Regions from separate parts of the Mus musculus genome. Here all the other regions are linked to region 1. Evidence: chromatin contacts called from public Hi-C and HiChIP or PLAC-seq data. All regions are on one chromosome and are shown on one strand. Each heading gives the region's core, a stretch centred on a gene start, on an enhancer-like site or on the middle of the called end of the contact. The rest is flanking DNA. Distances are from core to core; before and after follow the strand shown. Region 1 overlaps Gm32611 (a long non-coding RNA gene). Region 2 holds the start of Lsm10 (U7 snRNP-specific Sm-like protein LSM10). Region 3 has its middle 16 kb from the start of Gm40249.

Region 1 (4,951 bases), core at 1,489-3,988:
ACATGGAAGGCAGTTGGCCTCAAGTGCTGAGCTGATCTTCGCAGTACACCTGGACAGAGATCACAAGACAGGCCTGTCACAGGCCAGGAGACTCCCGATGAAGCTCTCTTAGGAGCCACCAACCAACCTTCCTTCTTACTTCCAGGACAAGCTCACAGGCAGAGCCCTGCTAGCCTCTCCTCTCATCCCCCGGGGACAGTATAGTTAAAACAGCATCAGGACCGAGCCCAGCTCACCCCATCCACGCAGCCTGAGACTGGCTGGAGCCTTGGAGAGGGCTACCCTTGAATGCAAAAACTTGATTGTAATGCTGAAGCCTTGAGCCAGCCTTAGGAGTGCCCTACCCAGCAGGCTGCCCGCATGCGCACAGTGGGATGTACCTGATTCACCACGTGACAGAAAACAATGGAGCACCTGACTCACCTACACTGACATTCCCATTAGCCCAGCACACACATGAATGCACCTCCCCCCCTCCAAAAGAAGCGTTTCTCACCCAAATTCATCTAAAACCACCCAACACCCAGGTGCCACATGTTCAGTCCAGCACATGCCCCCACGCCAAGCCACATTTCCTGCACCACCATACAACACAACAAACATCAGATAATGCGTTACACAGACTCAGTGCACCCTCACCCTCACCCCTATAAAGCGGCCTGCCTCAAAGCTTATGGACAGGTGAGCTCAGACCCTCCCCCATGTGGCCTGGTGCTGAGGTCCCATCCCAAGCCACATGTCCAGGGTGTGGGGTCTGCACGTGCCTCACAGAAAGGCACATTGGCTTCTCTCACAGAAAGAACCAACATCCTCAACCCAGACCATGCCCAACAGGGTCCTGTCTGTGGACATGCTGTCTGTGGACATGCTGTCTGTGGACATGGCTGTGTAAGCTACCTCCATTCTAAATGAAGGTCAAAGCTGTGTTAGTTATGTTTCTCCTTGCTAGACTAACACACCTCACCAGCAGCAACTTACAGGACGCAGGGGTTATCCTTGCATACTGTAAGGGGTCATGTCCCATTATGGTGGCTAGGCCATGAAGTGGCTGGTCACATGATATTCAAAATCATGATGCAAAGAGATTTGTGCGGCCCAGATTGCCTTCTCTGTAACTATGTGACCGTGTGATGGCTGGACCATGTGCATATGGTCTCATGGGCCAGAAAAAAAAAAAAATGGTAGTGGGCTCCCCGAAGCTAGGAGTACAGGCTGTTATGGGCTGTTCCGTGTGGGTGCTAGAAAAGAAACCCAGGTTGTCTACAAGAACAGTGTGCTTTCTTAACCAATGGGCCATGTCTCCAGCCCAACTACACACACACACACACACATTCAGGGAGGACCTTCCCTGCTCAGTGAACACCCTTCCAGACACACCCAAAAGTGTGTCTCCTATGTGATTCCACTTCCCACCACGGTGACAATAAAGATGGCTCACTCTTCATCGGGTCTGAACTCTCGTCTCAAAGAGAATCAAATAAAACAACCAACCAGTAAGCACACACACCATTTTCACCAACAGAACTGGTCTGTCCAGGAGTTCTCTGTCCCCATCCAGCGTTAGGACCTCCCATATCCTTTTCAACATGGTGGGCCTGACCTGCTGGGTGGGTATCCAGTGCCCAGTGCCAGCTGCATCCGCTATGAGGAGGTTGCTACTAGCAAGGCCAGCTGCCAACCTGGAGCCTGGCTGAAAGAATCCGGCCCCAAGGGTTGTGGGTTTTTCTAAGCCCACACTTGACTCTGTCCGCACAGATCCAGTCTGTGTGTGTGGTCTGTGGGGAGGCTGCACCAGGGAGGCGTATCGATCAGGCTGGTCGGGAGAAGAAAGGAAAAAGACCTTCAAACAGCAAAGCTTCACGCCTGCAGAGGCTTGAAAAGACCCATGGAAACGGGGCATGCAGGTTTCCACCCCTGAGGTAGCCACACACTGTGGGTCGTGTGAGCCAGGGAAAAAGCACAGCTCTCTCTCTCTCTCTCTCTCTCTCTCTGTGTGTGTGTGTGTGTGTGTGTGTGTGTGTGCACGCGCGCACGTGCGCACACACCCGTATTTGTACAGGAGTTGTTTAGCAGCTCTTGAGTATGAATAACTCTCCTATACCAGCATGCATATGTAGCACCTGTACTGGCCAGAGAAATGTGTGTGCAGGCACGTAGTCACCCTGAACTCTCAAAGCATGCCTGTGCACACATGCTCAAGAACGCATGTATTCTACCTACCTGCCCTCTGAGAACTTCCCCCTCCGAGGGTGGGAGCAAGCACCTTTGTCCACTGTCAATTTTGTCACCTCTCACCCTTGAAACCAACCCTAACCAAAGGAACTCCCAGGACTGTCCCCCCCATCCGGGACTTCCCTCTCAGGAAGAAAAAGGTAGCCAGGACTGTGTTTATTCAATCTCAGATCCTGGCGACCAGATCTGCTAAGTATGTCAGAGGAGATTTTTTTGTAATTGCGGTTCCTGGGCCCCGCCCCCAGAGACTAATTGACAGCAATCTGAGGAAGGCACAGGCTCTGGAGATTTTTAGCACTGCGGGAGTGATTTTAACATGGTCCCAGGACTGAGAATGACTAAAGGCCCCTGCTCTTGTGGGCGTCCTTGCGCTCTAGCGGGACTGTTCCTGAGATGTGACGGTGGCGCTCCAGTCTGAAAACCTGAACACCGGCGTCTGAGCTCTCCTGCCTAGACTCTTCCCTAGGTAGGAGCTCAGCAAAGCTGACACACATCCACGCGCCGCGGCTGCCCCCTTCTGGACGGAGCCTGCAGCGCTCAGCTGCTGCGTGACCTGCAAGCTGGGTGCTACAGTCCCTTAGGGAAGGCCTTAGTAGGGCTTTGGTGGCATGCCCAGCTACTCAGGAGCTGAGACAGGAGGATTACTTGAGCCCAGGAATTGTGAGGCCAACTTGGGTAACATAGGGAGATGTTTTTTGTTTTTTGGTTTTTTTTTTTTTTGAAGAGACCAGCTGGGCACTAGAGCTCCTGCCTGTAACCCCAGCACTTAGGAGAGGAACAGAGAATCCAGGAGTTAAGGGGCCAACAAGGACTTCATAGTGAGTTCCAAGTCACCTAAAAAAAAAAAAACTGTCTTCAAAACAAAGGTCTAGGCCCAGCCTAGTGGCCTACTCAGGAGCAGGGGCAGGCAGACCTCTGTGAATTTGAGGCCAGCCTGTTCTACATAATGAGTTCCAAGACAGCCAAGGCTATAGAGTGAGATCCTGCCTTGCAAAACAAAACTTAAGCTGGGCAGTGGTGGTGCATGCCTTTAATCCCAGCACTTGGGAAGCAGAGGCAGGTGGATCTCGGTGTTCAAGGCCAGCCTGGTCTATAGAGTGAGTTCTAGCCAGGCTATACAGAGAAAGCCTGTCAAAAAAACAAAACAAAACAAAATAACAAAAACAAACAAACAAACACACCCTTTTTAAACAAAGGTAGGGGGGACTTCACACCTCTGCACCCTTCAGCCAATTGTGGTCTCCCCAGCCTTCCAGAAAGTCCTCTCCACCAGCCACCATCCTCCTCATGCCTTCCCTTCCTGATGTACCCAGTCCCTATACTAAGTCTCCCCTGTCACACTGGAAGTCCCCAGGGCAAAGGGAACAGGCCTGGGGTCCGCAGGGGCCTGTAGAATACAGGAAGCCTTCTCCAGTGGCTCCCTACCACTCTGGCTCTGTGTGAGCCAAGGCAGAGCTTCTCGCTCATACTCAAGCCCTGGGGCAAGGGGATCCTCCGTAAACTGCCAGGGGCACTCATCACGCTAGATGCCAGGTACACATTTTGTTCCGAGCATTTCACTAGTAATAAATCCCTTCATTTGTACCTAATTATCCTTATTTTGTTTTAGAATCTAGAAAACCAAGGCCCAGAGAGGTTCAGTGAGACCCAAAGAAACACACAGCGGGGTCAACTCAGAGCTGAGACTCAACCCGAGGGTTGGCTCAGGAAACCATACTTTTAACCACCCTTCCTTCTTAGGGGAGGAGAACCATTGGAGATCTATGTCCCCACTGGCCCAGGCTGGCTCCCCAATCCCTTCCCAGCAGAAATCGGCCTGGAGTCTCTGCCCGGCTGGCAGCTCAGGGGCTGTGTCGTCTCTTGCTTCCTTCTTAATTTTTCTGACAAGAGCAGCTGCCACGGCAGCTGACAGCCAGCCTGTCGGATGGAATGGGAAGGCGGGCCCAGACCTCGTTTGTCTGGTGGAAAAATGGATTTGGACAAGGGGACGGCTGAGCTTCAGGAGACAGGGGAGCACCCATGGGTGACCGGTACAGATGGGATCCCAGAAGGCTGGGGTGGGTACAGGCACGGGGCAGGAAGCCCTGGATGCTGGTGGAGGTCTGCGTAAGCCCCGCCCCCTGGATGCCGGAGAAAGCCTCGCTCCATCAGCTTCCCTTCCCCTCTCCCCATCTCCCTTCCCTCCAGTCTCTAATCAACTTCCTGGCACTGGGCCTGCATCAGTTTCTGGGGACAGAAGGCCGAGACAGGTCCATCACTGTCCTCAAGGACATCCAGGCTAGGGAAACTGCCAGGGAGACTCAACGATCCTGCAATGGTGCAGACACTCAAGGCCATCTGTTGGGGAGTAGCCTTTACCACGGACGATCCATGCCAACCACTCGGGCACCTATATCCTTCCTTCCCCCTTATGGTGTGGTGCTAACGTTCTTGCTTCCACAGTGTTTGAGCGCTTAAATGAATTAACCCGTGTGGTACACTGTAAAGTAGCACCTGGCCTATGACCAGTGCCTTCTCCCATTCACATCACCCAGGAGCAGACAATGCTATCTCCAGGGACCCTGCCCCCACCCGACTCCCCTTATTCATTTGTCCCACCTTAGACTCAGACCCTGAAGAACCCCTGAGGTCTAAGCTCCAGCCTACCTGAAACAAGGCCCTCTTTACCATTCACAGCAGATGAGAGAGTCACCACGTGTGATATGGCCACACTGTTCAG
Region 2 (4,951 bases), core at 851-3,350, 940 kb before region 1:
ACGGAAAGACCACTTTCCATTAGATTTCCTCATGATAATCTGGGAAACAGGGCCACATTCTAGACCAAGTAAATCCTGGTGTAACCCCCGCAACTTGAGACCTGCACTCTGCTCCTACACAGGAGCCAAAAGCCCAGTATATACCAGGCAGGGCATCAGGCACAGACGTGTGTGTATCCAAGTTTGGTTTTATGAGAAAAAGAAACAAATGCCAAAAAGAAACGGGACGTTAGAGGTGATTCACTCCAAACACTCGCAGTACTCCTCACAGCCAGAGTTGACGACTCCTTGATGGACGGGGTCCAATCAGTGAATGGAGATTTGAGATACAAATGATCCAAAAGAGGGATTGTCACCTACCCCAAGGCCACCAGCAGAAGGAATTCTGGGTCCCAGGGTGTGTCTGAAAACTGGAACCCTACGAAAGGCCGCTGTGACATGTCTGTTACTGGTGGGGAAGGATGGCCGGGAGTTGGCTCAGAACACCGGAGGTCCCTGAGGTGGTGCTGGAACTTTAACGAGGACACAGTCTCATGGCCTTTTGGAGGGGAACTCTCGACGACCTTGACCCTTGCCACCAAAGTTGCGCACACGGTGGATGATCTGCAGCTGCTGCTCAATAGTAGCAGTGATGTCCACACCATCTGGGATATGGACGTATCGGACGTTACGACCGGTCACAAAAAGGTCATCCAACTCAACCTGATGTCCCCAGCGGTCGGTATAGGTGACATTGGCCAGGCGGATATTCATGAAAGCATCCACGTTGTCAATGCGTCCTCGGGCCACACTCTCATCCCGAAGGTCCACAGTGGTTATTTGGCCTTGGAGGCCCTGCAACAGGATGATCAGGCTGTTCTCAGAAATAGTTCGCTCCTTCACCGAGTGGCTCAGTGCCATTGTTCCACATTGGCTGGCTGCTCACTGTGGGCAGGAGCACACAGATAGAGTCACTCACCTTTACCAAGCCCTGAAACTCCACACTAGTGGTCCAGATGCCTCCCTGCACTGGATACACCCGGGGAAACCTTTGCCTGGCTTTCACGTCCCACACATCCCAGAGATCTAGATTCATTTGCCTGGAGAGGACAGGCCCAGATTGTTTTGTTGTTGTTGTTTTTAAAGACAGGGTCTTCCTATATCTTCCTGAGTAGCCTGGAACTTAAAATGTAAACAAGTGTGGCCTGGAACTCACAGAGATCCACCTGTCTCTTCCTCACAAGTGCTGGGGATTCAGGATGTGTGTTACCACATCCTGCAAGGTATCCTATTTTTACATTATTTTGAGACAGGGTTTCTCTATGTAGCCCTGGCTGTCCTGAACTCTCTATGTAGACCAGGCTGGCCTTAAACTCATCGAGATCCTCCTGCCTCTGCCTCTCCAGTGTTGGGATTAAAGGTGTGTGCCACTATGCTCAGTTTATACTTTTTTTTTAAACAAAAAGCCCCCCAGAATTTTAATGTGCCAGTCAGTTTGAGAACGACTACTGCAAATTGTAGTTTATGTATGTCCTTCTGCCAGGCGCTTGTTACTATGTAATCTAGCCAAGCATGATGGCGCACACTTATAATACCATCACTTTAAAGTCTGAAGCAGTAGGAGCACCTCAAATGCCAAACCGGCCTAAACTACATCGTGAGCTCCAAGTCAACCTGGATAGTGGAATGTTTCAAGACAAAACAAGCCAAACCTAGCCAAGATGCATGCATTTAAACCCAGCACTCAGGAGGCCGAGGCAGGTGGATCTCCGAGTTACAGACCAGTCTGGCATACAGAACTACACTCTGTCTTAAAACAAAATCCAAAAGGATAGTCTTTGAGACCTTCAGGCAGGCCCAGACTCTGCTGCTTCCAGGACCGGAGGCCTGGGATTTGCCACTAGCGGTCAAGCTCATTAGTCCCACCCGGGAAAGCCGGGTGCCGAGTGCGCCCCTCTCCTCACCGCGCGTAAGGGGTTTGGGAAGAAAAGTCCGCAGCCAGTGCGCCAGGGGAAGAGGACGGGTCCCAGCGCGCCCTAGTCCCCACTCTCGACTGCCCTACCCACCGCGTGATGCCTTCCGCCTTCCGCGCGCTACGCCTCCAAAACCCGCCCGTGTCTAGGGGCACCACCCACCGAGGCTCAGAGAAGCCATGGCAACCGCGGAAGACCCAGAGCATCAGAGCATGCGCCTCGCAGGATGCGGACTACAAGTCCCAGGAGGCCGCGCGCCACACGCCCAATTCTCTTCTCTGTCTAGTTTCCCACCTTTGTAGGCTCCGGCTTGGAGCTGTGTCTCCCTAATGTCCTGCTGAGCTCATGGCGTTAAGTGGGAGAGAGCTTCTGTTAAATAAATAAATAAATAAATAAAGAAAGAAAGAAAGAAAGAAAGAAAGAAAGAAAGAAAGAAAGAAAGAAAGAAAGAAAGAAAGAAAGAAAGAAAGAAAAACACAACGTCCTTCATCTGATTAAAATTACGGAAATGTGGCCCAAACGTGGTGGCAAACTCCTTAATTCCTTCATCTGATTAAAATTACGGAAATGAGGGGCTGGTTAGATGGCTCAGTGGGTAAGAGCACCCGACTGCTCTTCGGAAGGTCCAGAGTTCAAATCCCAGCAACCACATGGTGGCTCACAACCATCTGTAACGAGATCTGACGCCCTCTTCTGGTGTGTCTGAAGACAGCTACAGTGTACTTACATGTAATAAATAAATAAATCTTTAAAAAAAAAAAAAAATTACGGAAATGTGGCCCAAACGTGGTGGCAAACTCCTTAATTCCAGCAACTCCAGAGACAGAGGCAGGTGGATCTCAGTTGGAGGACAGCCTGGTCTATGGAGAGAGTTCAAGGACAGCAAGGCCTACATAGCTACCTTGTCTCAAAGAGGAAAACACAGGGCTATGGAGAGAAGATTTAACTGCTAAACTTTAGCAATTAAGTCCGCATACTATTGCAGAAGACCTACATTTGGTTCCCAGCTCACAACTGCTTGTAACTAATTAACAATTAAAAATAAAATTGAGCAGGGCATGGTGGCCCACGCCTTTAATCCCAGCACTCGGGAGGCAGAGGCAGGCGGATTTCTGAGTTTGAGGCCAGCCTGTTCTACACAGTGAGTTCCAGGACAGCCAGGGCTACACAGAGAAACTCTGCCTCAAAAAAACAAAAATAAATAAATAAATAAATAAATAAATAAAATCGAGCCGGGCAGTGGTGGCACATGCCTTTAACCCCAGCACGTGGGAGGCAGTGACAGGCAGATTTCTGAGTTCAAGGCCAGCCTGGTCTACAGAGTGAGTTCCAGGACAGTCAGGACTACACAGAGAAACCCTGTCTCGAAAAACCAAAACCAAAAGAAACAAACAAACAAACAAAAAAAATCAAGCAGTGCATGGTGGCCCACGCCTTTAATCCCAGCACTTGGGAGGCAGAGGCAGGTGGATTTCTGAGTTCGAGGCCAGCCTGGTCTACAAAGTGAGTTCCAGGACAGCCAGGGCTATACAGAGAAACCCTGTCTCAGAAATCCACCTGCCTCTGCCTCCCGAGTGCTGGGATTAAAGGCGTGCCATGCCCGGCGTAACACTTTTTAAAATGCTTATGTTTGATTTTTGTTTTGTAGTTGGGTCTCCTGTAGCCCATTCTGTTTTGAATTCACTATGCCCTGAAGGACCTTGAGCCTGATCCTCTGCCTTCTGCCTTCCAAATACTGAGACGCTGTGCATAGGTCATACTTCTATCTGGTCAGATTGTTACTAAAGCCTGCTTTGCTCACTGTTCGTTAAGCCAACCACCAAAATAATGAGTTTTTTGTTTGTTTGTTTGGTTGGTTGGTTTTTGGTTTTTCAAGACAAGGTTTCTCTGTGTAGCCTTGGCTGTCCTGGAACTCACTCTGTAGACCAGGCTGGCCTCAAACTCAGAAATCCACCTGCCTCTGCCTCCCAAGTGATGGGATTAAAGGCATGTACCACTACTGCCCAACTTAATGAGTTTTGAGAGGAGGATAAAGCTTATTCATGGGGTTCCCAAATATAAGACAGATCCCCTCCCCCACTATCAAACCTGCCTTCTCCACACAGGATGGCTTGCCCTGTAGGGAAGGCAACTGGGGAAAAAAAGAAGTGAGATGATTTGTGATATGTACAGGGTAATCAAACTTCACAGATCATCACAGGACATTTGCTTAGAACATTCCAGAGTTTTCTTGTTTTAAGTTTGGTCCTAATCCAAAGGTCACCCACTAGACACTTGCACAGGCCCAGGGGAAGGACTAGTGATTTCAACCAGTTTGGATTCCAAGTTTTAGTTTAAAAACAAAACAAAACAAAACAACAACTAACCACAGACAACTATTTCCATCAGAATCTAGGTCAGTGTTGTCCACCCCAAACTTCCTGGGAGTAGACCGCTAAGCTGAGTCACCTTTGGTGACAGAACCTCACCAGGTTTCCCTGGCCATAGTGCCTGCCTGCCTGTAGCCTGCTCTGCCACTTTGTCCCATGCCTGGCACACATCTCACACTGCCCTTTCTCTATGTATCTCTGTGGCATATCTTCATGTCCAATTGGTACTCAGAGGTCACCAGGAGACACATTCACCTAGACCTTACCAAAAGTAGATTTTCTCATTTTTGTGCTTGCTGCCCTGATTTTTTACTCCTTAAGTTGGGTACCTTCAGTAATCACGAAGTTCTTTTCTCCTTCCCATTTGTACCTCCTTCCCCCTCTTATCTCCCTTTTATATTAATTCCTTTAAGTGTGTGTGTGTGTGTGTGTGTGTGTGTGTGTACCTGAGTAAGTGTAGTGCACCATGCTTGTAGAGTACCTGAGGAGGCCAGAGGTGTCAGGTCCCCTGAAACTGGAGTTACAGATGGTTATAAGCCACTATGTGGATGCTGGGAACCAAACCTCTGTCGTCTGGGAGAGCATCCATCCAGTGCTGAACTGTCTTGCCCCAACCCTTGCTACCCTGCT
Region 3 (4,951 bases), core at 1,628-4,127, 690 kb before region 1:
CTCTTCTGATGTCCTTGGGCATCAGGCATACTTACAGTTCATAGACATACATGTAGGCAAAACACCCATACATAAAATAATCAAAATACATTATAGAAGTAAACAAAAATAAACAAGGCAACAAACATAAATCACTATTTTCAAATAATGTCACATTCACAGGTACCAGGCAACCAGACTTTAACATATTTCTTATGTGGTGTGTGTGTGTGTGTGTGTGTGTGTGTGTGTGTGTCAGATGCTGTTCAATCCCTCGCAGCTGATATAAGAAGATATAACACACAGGAAAATGGATGGAACTGAGGCCAGGGAGGAAAAGACCGGCCTTCCTGAGACTGGACCCAGAGGGACATCAGCTCTGACCTGGAAGCCAGAACAGAGGGAAAAGGTCAGGGTTCGGGTTGTGTGGGGTACAGGTTGCATGTGTCTCTCAAAAGCTGGTGTTGGCTGCTGCATGTCATGGCGCATGCTTATTATCCTGGGACTGGGGAGGAGGGGACAGCAGGATTGTGAATCTGGATGGAGTTGGAGATCCCTGGGGGCTGCACTTGGAAAGGATTTAAGTTGTTTCCAAGAGGTAGTTGTTACAAGTGAGCCTGCATTTGAAGGCTCTCTGGAGTCCCATTTCAGGCTGTGATTGCTCCTCTCTGCTGCCCAGCAGCACCTGGCAGGAGGTAAGCCAACCAGGGGAGGCCTTACCAGAACCAGCACCACACCATTAGGGCTTACAGTTTGCTGCACTGGAGTGAGTGAACATGTTTTCTTTATAAAGTTAGTTTGTCTTGGGTACTTTTTCTAATGGTTAAAACATGTATTAAGACAACATGAACACATATACTCTGACCATGGATAATAAAAAAAAAAGTTGTGTCTGCTGCTAATAATCAACGATACCTTTTAGGTATCTCCTCTACTTTTTATTTTATATAGCCCTATGAGGATGGGCTCTGCCTATTTTACAGAAGGGAAAACCAAGGTCCAGAGAGATTAGATCATGAACACAAGATTCTATGGCTGGGAACTAGAGTGTTTTTGGATGCACTTAAGCGTAAAGATTTTCTGTCAGGATGCCATAAAGCTCTCAGTTCCACCTAGACCCAGGATCCTTTGGTTTCCAGATTTTGTATTTTCTACCATGTATGGTAGAGATGAATGTCTTCGGCCTTGGGAAGTCACTGGGAATGCTAGGGCCCTTGGAGCCCTGGAAGGATTGGGGCAGAGTTGTGGTTTGGATCTAGCATGTCCCTGGCAGACCCAGGTGCTGCAGATGTGGTCCCCACCTGGTGCCACTGGGATGTGGCACAACATTAAATTAGGACATTGATGTGTGGCCTTAAAGGGGACCGTGTGATTTTTAAGATGACTGTCTCTTTAAAATTGATTTTATAAACTTAAAAAAAAAAACCTTGCAAATAAAGATATCACCTGGCAAAGTTAAGCAGACCCAAAGTCTGTGTCAGTCAGTGAACTTCTATACAGTCAGAACTGGCATCTGAGCGGCTTTGCATCAAACTTTACACCTTCAGTTTCGAATCTATTTTATGCACTTATCTACCACCCAAACCAACAAGACAGAACTAGCACTGGAAAAACAGTGGCCTTTACATCCTCTTTCTAGTCCTCTCCCCTGTCTGCATTCGGACCTTCCTCATCCCCTAACATTCAGCCTTCTTTGTTGTCTTTTCTGCATGTTATACTGAACCTGTGTGTATGTTTGTTTACATAGGTACATGTATGATTGGCCCAATCCCACATATGAGAGAGAACATGCCGTGCTTTTCTTTGTGAGATTGTGTGACCTCGCTGAATATTATACATCTCAAGTTCATACATTTTCCTGCCAATTTTTCATTCCATTTTTACGTAGAGCTAACTAGTTCTATTATACACTTATACAAATATATATGATGCATTCAAATATGTATCCGTTTGATAATATATGTGAATATATAGTCTCAAGTTTTCATTATCCACTTATCTGTTGATCTAGAAAAAAGGAAGGAAGGAAAGGAGGAAAGAAACAAATGGGGAGAGAGACAGACAGACAGACAGACAGACCCTGGCCCATTCCTCTTTGCCTCTGTGTCCTTGCTTCTTGGCTGCTGTGGGATAAGCACCACTCAGTCACTCCTAACTACTCCTCCCAGTTAGGTCCCAAATGGTGGGGTCAAGTGACCATTGACTAAAAACTTCTAAACGGAGAGCAAAACCCAAACCTTTTCACTTTAAAAGTTATTTAGCTCGGGTACTTTGTCATAGCAAGGGAGAACTGACCAGCGTAAGCATGAGAAGATGCTTGGGGTATTTGAGAATGTGAGATAAGAAACCAGAACTTGGATGACAGGCAGGGCCTTGAGGCCATGGGGTAGGCAGCTGGAAAGGGGTGACCCTGAGGACCACGTGACCTCCACTGGCAGGAGGCTGGCATTGGCTAATAAAAAGCCAAGGGTGATTCCGGGTGATGTGAGATGGGCTAAGAAGGATTGAGCAGTGGTCCAATGCAAGCTTAAAGAGGACTTGTTCTCCGTGGCTCTTGGAAACTTGGGAGAGAGGGAGAGTGTTGTCCAGGAGGAAGCCAGACACTAGAGGCAAAAAGAGAGCTGAGTCCCCTCAGGTCCCAGACCTGCCCACCCATGCCCCTGTCATCTGTGAGCTCTGGAGTCAGCACCTTCACCTTCTGTTCCTGTACTGAGAATTTCTGTAGCATCTCTAGGGGATGCGATGGGGGTGTCCCTGGATCCCAGTCTCCTGTGTACTAGGTGTCCCTGCCTTCTGACCAGCCTGGGACTCACAGAGATGACTCTTCTCTGGGTCTATGATTCTCTCCCCTCTGGCCCTCCTGCCCAGGTCCACAGTCTCTATGAGGAGGGGGCTGTTTCCCAGGCAACTGGGAGGAGGAGGAGTGGCTTGGAGGAAGCAAATGTCACCCTGGCTGTGCTGTGAATAATTCACAGCAGTGAAAACTGACTCACCCTCCAGTCTGCCATCTTCTGGAACCTTCTTGTCGACTCCTCCTTGGCAAGCTCCCTCCGCTGCAGTCTGCAGGGCTTCACTGATCTCTTGCCTCCGGCCTCTCTCCTCGGGAGTCTCCCCACCCACTTCTCTCCCATGTTTGGCTGTTTCCTCTCTACCAACTCCTGTGCTAAGTGCACAGGGTGACTCGAGGCAGGGAAATCACCTGTCCCAGATCACATGGTTTTGAAGTGACAGGTTCAGAATGCAAATTGGAGTCTCTCCGGCCTGTGTCCTAGCAGTGGTCCTTGCAGTGGTGGAGACTGTCCGCTTGAGACTGCCCTGAGGCTGCCTTGGGGTTGGAGAGAAGGTATGGGGTGGAGCAAATGAGGTTGAAACAGAGATTGGTTCATTCTGGCTATGGACTGTCCTGCTTGCCCACCCACGGGGCACAGGGCCCCATAAGCAGGGCACAGTCAGTTTTCTCACCCAAAGACTACTGTATATGTGTCCAGAGCCATGGTCCTCAGAGACTGCTATTCTTCTGGGACCTCAGGCCTCACGGGGGGCCTGCTGTTCTCTCTCCCCTACATGCCACAGGTTTGAGGGAGAAAATCCAGTTCTGGACTGGGGTCTCAGTGCTTGAGTAAAGGCTGCTCAAGAAGTCAGTGGAAAGGCTGACAGACCCTGAGGAGTCCTAACCTGAAGATGGCAAACACGTTGATAGGGTTACGACTCAAGGCGGCCACCAAACATGGTCACATTGGTCTAGCTCTCTGGGTCAGGCCCTTGGACAGGGATTCTGAGGCACTTAAAGACAAAATGTGCTGGGAGGCTGGAGTAGGATGCTTATTTCTCAGCTCACTGGCTTCGGCCCAGACACATGCTGCTGTTTTGGAGGTGGTTCATGGGGTCTCCAGGAGTCAGGGAGGTCTTCCTGAGAGACAGTGTGTGGGGTATAAGACTCCTGGGTAGTGCCCTCCTGCAGCGAGAATTTTGAGTCCTTTAAAAACCCAGTTATCTTATGTGAGTATGTTTCTGTCCTAATCCCAGGTGTGGAACATGGGGCTGCTTCAGTTTGTCCACAGCAGCTGACGATGATTTGTCTCATGCTCTAGCAGGGGCATGATTTTACCAGCTGAAGACAGCTTACATTTGGAATTCTGGGGATTCTTGAGAGAGTATAAAAAAGGCTGTGGCCGCTGCTATTTGCTGGTTGGAGATATCCTTAAGACAAAGATCAAACTTGTCCCAAGAAAGTTGACATCCTCTAATTGGCAGGAAGTAGTCTAATGAAATTGATGCCCCCTTCCCCCTCTAACCTTCTTTCTTTCCTACCAAGTGTTGTGGGGTTGGAAGGGTGGAGAGGGTGAGGTAGAAAAAGAGAACCCAATAAAGTAGCCAAAAGCCCTGTTCCACCCTCCCAATTTGAGCCACTTCTAAGGCTGGTAACTACGACCTCAACTTCTGATATTCCACACTGCTGGGCCTCCGGTGAAATTGTCAGCTCAGGGATCAGGTCAAGAGAGGGAATGTCGTTGAGGTTCAAGCAAGCAACCACATGGAAGATGGGGCTTCGAGCTCTTGGTAGCATCCACAGAGAATGTGATTTCCAGGGATTCCAGAGCTTTGCACTCCAGAGAACTCTGGCTGGGACCGGTTTAGATTACAGCTGGATGAGGGAAGGTGCTGGAGTGGGTACTGTGAGGGGAGAGGATCCACTGAGACAGGTATGCTATTTCCTGTTTCACTTGGGTCCTCCCCCCACCTCCCCCCCACCCCATCCATGCCAAGGAGGCACGTGATTGGGCTAGCTGAAGTCATTAGGTGCTGGCTTTCCTCCGCCTTCCTCCTCTCATTGGCCATTTTTCTGCATTTCCGGTCACTTTCAGACCCTCTGAAACTCCACCCCCACCTGCCCACGGCCATCTAGCTTCTCTGCTGACTTCCGGGAGATGTGATTCCCAGCCTGGGCTCTCACCATCGCCCTCTTCCTTCC

What was found. A called contact is a pair of places that touch in the nucleus more often than the background predicts. HiChIP or PLAC-seq counts read pairs in DNA pulled down with a chosen protein or histone mark.
Region 2: a contact with region 1 is called in an H3K4me3 HiChIP or PLAC-seq map of bone marrow-derived macrophages, with 4 times the contacts expected there. The contact joins the promoter of Lsm10 here to the enhancer-like site in region 1. A contact is called at or near these places in 1 of 39 promoter capture datasets (hippocampal neurons), 3 of 115 datasets of contacts at active chromatin or transcription factors (bone marrow-derived macrophages, embryonic forebrain and neural tube) and 1 of 9 other capture datasets (embryonic stem cells).
Region 3: a Hi-C map of cerebral cortex shows a contact between it and region 1, with 6 times the contacts expected there. The contact joins two enhancer-like sites. A contact is called at or near these places in 1 of 15 datasets of contacts at CTCF or cohesin (stem cell-derived epiblast-like cells), 11 of 484 Hi-C or Micro-C datasets (cerebellar granule neurons, cerebellum, cerebral cortex and 6 more) and 3 of 115 datasets of contacts at active chromatin or transcription factors (acute myeloid leukemia, embryonic basal ganglia and embryonic forebrain).

The regions. Positions count from the first base shown.
Region 1 is chr4:125,158,303-125,163,253 of GRCm38.p6, reverse strand. All of the region lies in intron 2 of Gm32611 (a long non-coding RNA gene), which reads right to left. The region is part of intron 2 of Gm40245 (a long non-coding RNA gene); the gene reads right to left. Among named protein-coding and RNA genes, the nearest start is that of Gm40245, 11 kb to the right of the region's middle. Within about 2 kb of position 2,738, at least 20 of the 459 cell types and tissues checked have an H3K27ac peak or open chromatin away from gene starts, as enhancers often do. A contact at or near this core is called in bone marrow-derived macrophages, cerebral cortex and hippocampal neurons, where this site is marked.
Region 2 is chr4:126,093,802-126,098,752 of GRCm38.p6, reverse strand. It overlaps Lsm10 (U7 snRNP-specific Sm-like protein LSM10), which reads right to left and starts at 2,100. Exons shown (of 2, transcript NM_138721.2): 1 at 1,944-2,100; 2 at 169-924. The coding sequence starts at 900. The coding sequence ends at 532.
Region 3 is chr4:125,850,722-125,855,672 of GRCm38.p6, reverse strand. No RefSeq gene overlaps it. Among named protein-coding and RNA genes, the nearest start is that of Gm40249, 16 kb to the right of the region's middle. Within about 2 kb of position 2,877, at least 6 of the 459 cell types and tissues checked have an H3K27ac peak or open chromatin away from gene starts, as enhancers often do. A contact at or near this core is called in cerebral cortex, where this site is marked.